Regions from separate parts of the Mus musculus genome. Here region 1 is linked to region 2. Evidence: chromatin contacts called from public promoter capture Hi-C data. All regions are on one chromosome and are shown on one strand. The core of a region is the stretch at or near the end of the contact, and the rest is flanking DNA. Distances in the headings are between cores, read along the strand shown. Region 1 has its middle 6.3 kb from the start of Gm32486. Region 2 holds the start of Dpysl4 (dihydropyrimidinase-like 4).

Region 1 (3,901 bases), core at 196-2,695, 220 kb before region 2:
GAGAGCCAATCAGAAATGGGGACCAGAAATGGAGAAACATTAGCCAGTGGGACAGGAAGAATAAAGAAGATAAAGAGAAGATGCTGAGAGCTAAATTAGCCTGGGGTATGGACCCAGACCCTGATGCCATTTTACTTGCAGTGAAACAACTTCCGATCTGTGGGAGGAGAGATACATGGAACCCCATATGTCTAGGGCCAGGCAGAATCTCTCAAGTGCTGGGGGCCAGGACTCTAGGAGCCATTATTTCTCTTAGCACTCTTAGGTGGGCCTCCCAGGTTCAAAGTGGGAGACCTAACAGAGCTGCAGCTGTGGTCAAGTGCAGCTCAGGGAGCCCCTTACTGGCCCCAGGGAGGGTAGAGCCCATTCAGATCTGCAGTCCAGCCAGCCAGAGGCAAGAGGCATCTGCATCAAAAGTTAGCCTTGCGTCTCTCAGGAGGCCTCTGCAAGCAGACACAAGCCACTATCCCAAAGTATATAGCTCTCACTTCTCCAAGTGAGCTCTCAGGCCACCTGGAAGGACCCTGAGGCCATTCACTCTCACTTCATTTTGTTTTGTTTTGTTTGAGATATAGTTTCTCTATGTATAGCCTTGGCTGACCTGGAAGTCGATCTATAGCTGACCTTGAACTCAAGAGGTCTGCCTGCCTCTACCTCTGTCCCTGCCTCTGCCCCTGCCTCCTGAATGCTGGGATTAAGGGTGTGTGCCGCCACCACCCGGCCACTGGTCACTTTCACTATTAGAGACACTATGCAAGAGGAGGGGCATAGGCTGTTGAGATGTCTCAGAGGGTAGAGGTTCTTGCTACTAAGCCTGGCAGCCTGAGGTAAATCGCTGGGGCCCACATGATGGAAGAAAATGGACTTCCACAAGTTATTCTCTGACGTGTGTGTGTGTGTGTGTGTGTGTGTGTGTGTGCACGCGCGCGCAACATATTTAGGGTCCAAGTCTATCTTTAGTCCCAGCACTCTGGAGGTAGAAGCAGGCAGGTCTCTAAAGTATCAGGCCAGCTGGAACAATATAGTGAGACCTTGTCTTTAAAGAGGGAGGGACTGGGTGTGGTGGCTCATACTTTTAATACTGGGACTTGGAAAGTAGAGATACGTGGATCTCTATGAGTTCAAAGCTAGCCGGTCTACAAATAGAATTCCTTGACAGACATAGATAACTATGTAAAGAGATCCTGTCTCAAAAAAATAGAAACAGAACAACAAAACCCCCAAAAGGAATAGATAGACAGACAGACAGACAGACAGGCAGACAGACATGAGCAGAGAAGCACTAAGCAGGCTGCACATTGCCAGCCTGTGTCATCAGTCACTATGTATATCCAAGATCAGACAGTTCTGTTTGTGGTCACGTGGGCACCAGCAAGGGGGCCAAGGACAATGGGACATAGCTTTCCAGCTGCACCACTCTTAAGCCAAACCAAGCTGGTGTAGAGAGCACACACAGCCTGTCAATTCCAGGACTGCCTGATAGAGTGTCGGAACCCAACACTTAGCTCATTCACAGTTTCGTGAATATAAAAGCACCTGCCCTCTGGTGAGAAATGTCTGGGAGGAAGTTTCTGAGGTTATCCCAGGTCATGCATACATTTGACTGTAAACTTCAGAGTACCAGTCATGAGTTTCTTCAGGTTTGCTGCCAGAAGGGCTTTTTGGATGGAGTTGCACGGTGTTCTGCTGGCTCTGGGCAGTTTCCTTAGAGCACCACGTATTCTGGAACTGCTCACACAAGTGTGGGGTGCCCTCTGCTGGCAGAGCTGAGAATGGCAACACCCCGAGATGGCAGGGCTGTATCACAGGGCTAAATTATGACTGTGAGCTGTGGGCATTCTCTGTGACCCACTGGAGTGGCTGTCATGGTCTAGTGATGCCATTTAGACCTGCCATCTCAAGATACTCCTCTTGGTACCCCACCATCACCACCCCATCTGCTGGCTTTGGGCCCTTGTAACTAAGGTGGGTTACCTGGAAGGGTAAACACTTCAGGGGCTCCTTGGCATTCCCCCCTGAGAAGTATCTTGGCATCTATGGTAAGTCAGCCATGTGTTTCTGATCTCACCCCACTTATCGCCAGCCTGTGCCCACAACCCAAAGGCAGTCAGGGGCATGGACACAATAGGAGCTACAATCCCCATTTGCTCATCAGCAATGATGTTCTGAGCTGCCAATCACTGGTGTCCTCTGGCCTAGCTAAATCACAGACTGACCCAGGCATCTGTCCTATGCTGGATAGGTACTCATGCTACATCGTGTCAAGGAGTCTCTACTTCCTGAGTCTTTGCCTGGACAAGTCCTTATGTGAGCTTCCATCATTCCCTGCAGCTGAAGCTAGAAACTTTGTATTGGTAGCTAATTCATGCCCTCTGTATAGCTCATTCTTGCAGACTTCTCTCACCCATGACAGGCCTTATTGGGCTCTTTCTGGGTTTGGGTGGTCCCTCTGCCCTGAGGGGGGCAGTGTCCTTGTTCAGCCAGCCATTCCTGAAGGAGGCAATGTCCTTGTTCAGACCCTATGAAATAGCCAGCCATTCCTGGGGTTGTCCTCTTGTTCAGCCAGCTATTCCTGGGGTTGTCCTCTGGAGAGGTCCAGAACAGATAAAGGGGGAAGTGACAAGGGCTAGCCATGCTAAAAGGCCACCACTAAAACCTTGTCTGCAGGGACTACAGAACACTGACTCCTCCTCCCCAGCCCTGTCCATCAGCCAGCAGCAAGCAGCTGCGCTAGGCCACAGCCTGGGGGAGAAACCGGAGCTGGGACCTACCAGGGGATGCCTGTTGTAAGAGCAGGCTTACCAGCGAGGCTTTCAATATGAGAAGGCCTTGCTGGGTACCGCTGGGTACCACGTCCAGCTTTCCTGTGTGTGATGGTTATGGTTAATTGTCAACTTGATACAATGTAGCTTTCCTGTGTGTGATACAATGTAGAATCAACTAGGAAGAGAGTCTTAGTAAGAAATTAACCTATGGGCGTGCCTGTGAGAGATTGTTTGTTTGTTTTTGAAATTGGGTTGCTATGGGAAGACTGTGGTGGTTTGAATGAAACCCCCATAGGCCCATAGGGAATGACGTTATTTGGAGGGGTAGCCTTGTTGGAGTAGGTGTGGCCTTGTTGGATACAATGTGTCACTACAGGTGGGCTTTGAGGCTGCTAATGTTCAAGCCAGCTCTCTCTTCCTGCTGCCTGCAGATCCAGTTATAGAACTCTAAGCTACCTCTCCAGTGCTGTGCCCATCTGCCCTGCTTCCTTGCTGAAGCCTAAGCAATGCTGTCTTCTAACCATGGTCTTGACCTACCCTAATGACCAGACACAGCAGCCTTGGTGCTTGGCTAAGCCCCTTGGCTAAGAGGAATCTATCGTTGCCCAGACACTGGGTCCCCTAAGGCTATCTGGTCCACGTCCTCAGGAAATGCTTCTGTTATCTGGATGTAGGGAGCATGCCTGACAGTGCTAGGGAGTGGAAGGTGAGGGCTGACCTTACAGATCTGCTCCCTGGTCACGAGAGGGGCCTTTGCACTTCGAGGCTATCAGTTTCCATTCCGTTGTGCTGATAAGATAGCCTGACGAAGGCAACTTGTGGGAGCAAGGGTTTATTTGGTTCACAACTCTAGGTTACAGTCCATCAATTCTGTGAATGTCACTGCAGCAAAAGAGTGAGAGAACTGTCTGCCTTACATCTGTAGTCAGAAGACAGCAATAGGTGTGCGCATGCGTGCATGCGTGGATGAGTGCGTGCTGGAGCTCAGCTTCCTGTCACCTTCCCATGCCTTCCAGGGCCCTGCCCATGAAATGGTGCTGTCCACATTCAGGGCAGGTTCTTGTTTTAGAGTTTCTATTGCTGTGAAGAAAGTCTATGATCATGGCAACTCTTTTAAAAAGAAAACAAAGGTGGTA
Region 2 (3,666 bases), core at 215-2,714:
TCAGGACCACACCCCTCCTCTTCCCCTCTCTGCCTAGCCATTATCAGAAAAATCTAGGATAACTCAGCCCTTAGGAGGAATCTCTGAGCCAGAAATCTTGAGTTCTGGGGGTCCTTATTTAGACTCCTATTTTCAGGCACCAGAATTTGCACTCTGGGGTTCCCCGGATTTGGGGGAGCAAGCAATACTGTGATATACACTATCTAGATGAATGGGAATTCCAGTGAGCCCTCTCTCTTTTCATGAACACTGCTTGACTAGGCAGGAGACTGCTACCTCCATCTCTACTCACTGCCAGCTAGCTGGTGGGACTTTTCCCTCAGGCCTGGACCCCTAGGAACAGTAGGCAGCCAAAAGGCAGGAACTACTTTTGGTTCCTCTAATAGGAGAAGAGGACTCCCCGTAGAAGGCTAGGGAGCTGACCTCTCCAACAGCCTGATTAGACTCCAGAGCTCTTATGATGAGAACAAGTCTAGAGCTTTTTAAAGACCTCCCGGAGCCCGCGACCTGGTCCAGCTGATCCCAGCTCCCTTTCCCTTCCCCCGAGGCTTCCAGCAGCCCCATTGGGAAGGCTTTGTTTCCTGGCCGGCAGGGTGGACACACTGACCTCTCACTTTCTGCGTGTCTGTATTGAGGAGGTCTGTTCTGAAAGGGGGCTCTGTAGGGATGTTGGTTTCAGTGGTCAGTTAGTACTCACCTCTCCGTGGAGTCTCCGAACCCGGCTTCGTGCAGGGGCTCGGGGCCTCCAGGGACATCAGATCTACTAGCCAGGGCTAAATCGCTTTGTCTCGGACAAAGCGCTAGAGACACGAAAGCGGCGCGCCCAGGGGGTAGACGGCCACGGGCTGCTCTGGGAGCAGCTTCGGACGTCCGAGTGCCTTGAGGCCCCGGGGCCAACAAAGGCTGTGTCCGCCGGGCGTCCTGGAGACAGAGCTCCAGGCAATGTCCACTTGAACCCCATCCGCCACACGCTAGACCCAGCAGGAGGCCGGCCACCTATGCTCCGGCTAGCAGGCCGCTCGCGTACCCGGCCTCTCCAAGCGGATCACCGGATTCCGGAGAGCTGGCGGGGCCGCGGGCCTGTGCGCCGACTGCGCAAAGGGTTCCGCGCGGCCTGGAGAGCTCTCTCCGCTGCTGGCGGCGCGCGAAGGAGAGGGCAGAAAAGGTGGCGCTGGGCTGGGGACTGGAGCAGGTGTGGGACTCACGGACAGGGCCGGGAGGGTCGTCCGTTGAGCGTGCAAGCCAAGCCACTCCCGCCGTGGGCAAGGGGCGCAGACGCAGCGAGGGCGGGGGCCCGACTCACCGTTATCCGGGGAATGCTCTTCTTGCCTTGGAAGGACATCCTGATACACGGGCGGGCTGAGTGTCCTCGGTAGGGGCTGCGCGGGCGTGGACGTACCGACGAGGACACGCGCGGAGCTTAGGAAGTCCGAGTGTGAGCTAGCCCGGCTCTGGGCTCCGATTAGCTTATTTGCATCCAGGCCCCGCCCACCGACCGTCATTTGCATCCGGGCCCCTCCCCCTTGCTCCCGTTTGTGCTGGTTTGCTTGGAAATCTTTCCCTTTTCCTTTTCTTTTCCTTCCCTCTCTCCCTCCCTTCCCCAAGAGCATCCTGGAGGCCACAGGCTGGGACCACTGCACCCCGGTCCACCTGTGCGGAGTAGAGAAGGATGACTTACGACCTGTCAGGACCATCACTTATGAAGTTTGCAATCAGGGAATGACAGGAGAAGAGTTACCTGGCCAGCCTGGCCGCACCTAGCCTTGTTCTGTGGTGGCCCGAGGCATCCTAGGCTCCAGGGTTCAAAACTAATTCTCACATCTAGGTGGAGGAGCCAAAATCTAGCCTAGCATCTCTAGCAGAATCCATACATATTCAAGGAATGGTTCCGGGTTGGAGCGCAATCCCCTAGCCTGGTGTGACCGCGGGACTAGGGAGTGGTGATGCCTAGGCCAAACTGTTCCTTGGCAGGTCACACCAGTCTAAGGTAGGAGGTGGGTAGTCATTGAAGTGGCAGAGAGAAACAACCAAGACAAAGATGAAAGGGCTGGACTGGACACTGCCAGGGAAGACCGAAGAGGAGACTCTGTAGAGAAATCCAGGTGGGACCAGGACCGATAGCTAGCCAAGCTTCCTGCCCCAAACCTGAGTCCTACTTCCTTTACCTGCTGAGGCCTGCAGACTGGGGCCACATTGGGCAGGCCCCAGGGACAGGTTGCGTTGGCTGGATCATCTCTGCCTGGCTCTTTGGGGGCCCTGTGGTTCCTGGTGTAGCTCACCAACCTGAGGACTTCTTCAGGCTGTCGGGTGGTGCATCCATCGATAGCTCTTATTTTCCAAGACATCCTCCGCACAGCAGAAGAAAACACCAAGCTTAAGCCCAGCCAGAGGCTTCACAGACATGCAGGGTAGGGCCGGCTATCACAGTGGGAGTAGGATATTTGCAGCCAGGTGACCCCAACCCCTAGCATGAGGCCTGCATGTGGAATGGGGCAGTGCTGCAACCTCTTGGGCCCCCTCGGAGCCCACATAAGCCTTTCTGTACTGATGCTGTCCATAAACAGAGGGTGCTGAAAGCGTTGGGCCAGGCCAGAGGCACCAACTGTCCTGAAGAACCCTGGCGACTTGCCCTCAGGACACAACTTCCACCCCACTCCCAGAAGGCAGGGCAAGAGCTGTGAAGCTGGTGTCTACTCCAAGTGCTGTGGCAGCATCCATGCTGGACCATGATGCATCCATGCTGGACCATGATGCATCCATGCTGGACCATGATGCATCCATGCTGGACCATGATGCATCCATGCTGGACCATGATGTAAGAAGAGGGTCTAAGGACCAGCAAGGACAGCCTATTCTAAAGCCGAGGTTAAGGATTTGGAACAAGCCAGAGGTGTTCTCAGACACACCCCTTAACCCCACAGGACATTAATTGTTGTCATTGTGGAGTCTACAGTGATGGATGGATTTTAAACAAAAGACCCCCACCTTCACATTGTCCACCCAGCCAGTCCTTTAGAACACATTCCTGGACAATGAGTTGCTGTGACACTCTACAGGGGTCATGGGCCTGGCAGTGAGTCTAGACTATACCACCTTTCTTCCCACCTGCCCTGGACACCCCCTCCCCCAAGGCACCTGTAAAATTTCAGCTCCTCATCAGAATGGGAGCTTCTACAATGGATATAGCCAACTGTTCTTATTAAGGTGCCAAAGGGTTGGTTTTTTTTTTTTTCCTTTCCTAAGCTACTTGAATTTGATGAAGTCACTGAAATAGAGCTTACTGGTAGCCATCTTCAGCTAGCGACTGCCAGCGTCTTTTGACTGAAGGGGCTGTCCTTCCAATGACTTTAAGTGTCTGTGGATGAGGCTGCAGATAAGGTGTGGGCTTCCCTCCCCAGTGGGCATGAGGTCCAAATACTGAAGGCAGGGAAGGCTAAGACAGATAATAAATTCACACTTTAATAACACTCAAGGAGACACCTTGAGCTAGGATTTAAAACAAGTTTTATTAAAACTGTACAATAATTTACAAATAAGTAAAAATTCTCTGGTATATATTATAGGAACCACAATACAAAAATATGTGTAAAATTTATAATTGACCACGATACAAACCTAGTTTAAGCCTGGGAATACTGTTTAGCACGGAACGGAAAGGTTGAGTGT

What was found. Promoter capture Hi-C pulls out the DNA fragments that hold promoters and counts their contacts.
Region 1: a contact with region 2 is called in a promoter capture Hi-C map of neural stem cells. The contact joins the enhancer-like site here to the promoter of Dpysl4 in region 2. A contact is called at or near these places in 10 of 39 promoter capture datasets (the 3T3-L1 cell line, cranial neural crest, embryonic stem cells and 5 more), 5 of 15 datasets of contacts at CTCF or cohesin (CD8 T cells, embryonic stem cells, large pre-B cells and 2 more), 22 of 484 Hi-C or Micro-C datasets (ECoMG myeloid progenitors, adipose-derived mesenchymal stem cells, cerebellar granule neurons and 10 more), 14 of 115 datasets of contacts at active chromatin or transcription factors (acute myeloid leukemia, differentiating embryonic stem cells, embryonic forebrain and 6 more) and 3 of 9 other capture datasets (embryonic stem cells, liver and pancreatic islet).

The regions. Positions count from the first base shown.
Region 1 is chr7:139,301,330-139,305,230 of GRCm38.p6, reverse strand. No RefSeq gene overlaps it. Among named protein-coding and RNA genes, the nearest start is that of Gm32486, 6.3 kb to the right of the region's middle. Within about 2 kb of position 1,445, at least 26 of the 459 cell types and tissues checked have an H3K27ac peak or open chromatin away from gene starts, as enhancers often do. A contact at or near this core is called in neural stem cells and stem cell-derived neural stem cells, where this site is marked.
Region 2 is chr7:139,083,799-139,087,464 of GRCm38.p6, reverse strand. Dpysl4 (dihydropyrimidinase-like 4) reads right to left here and starts at 1,464. Exons shown (of 14, transcript NM_011993.4): 1 at 1,304-1,464. The coding sequence starts at 1,342. It overlaps Jakmip3 (janus kinase and microtubule interacting protein 3), which reads right to left. Exons shown (of 20, transcript NM_028708.2): 20 at 3,489-3,666.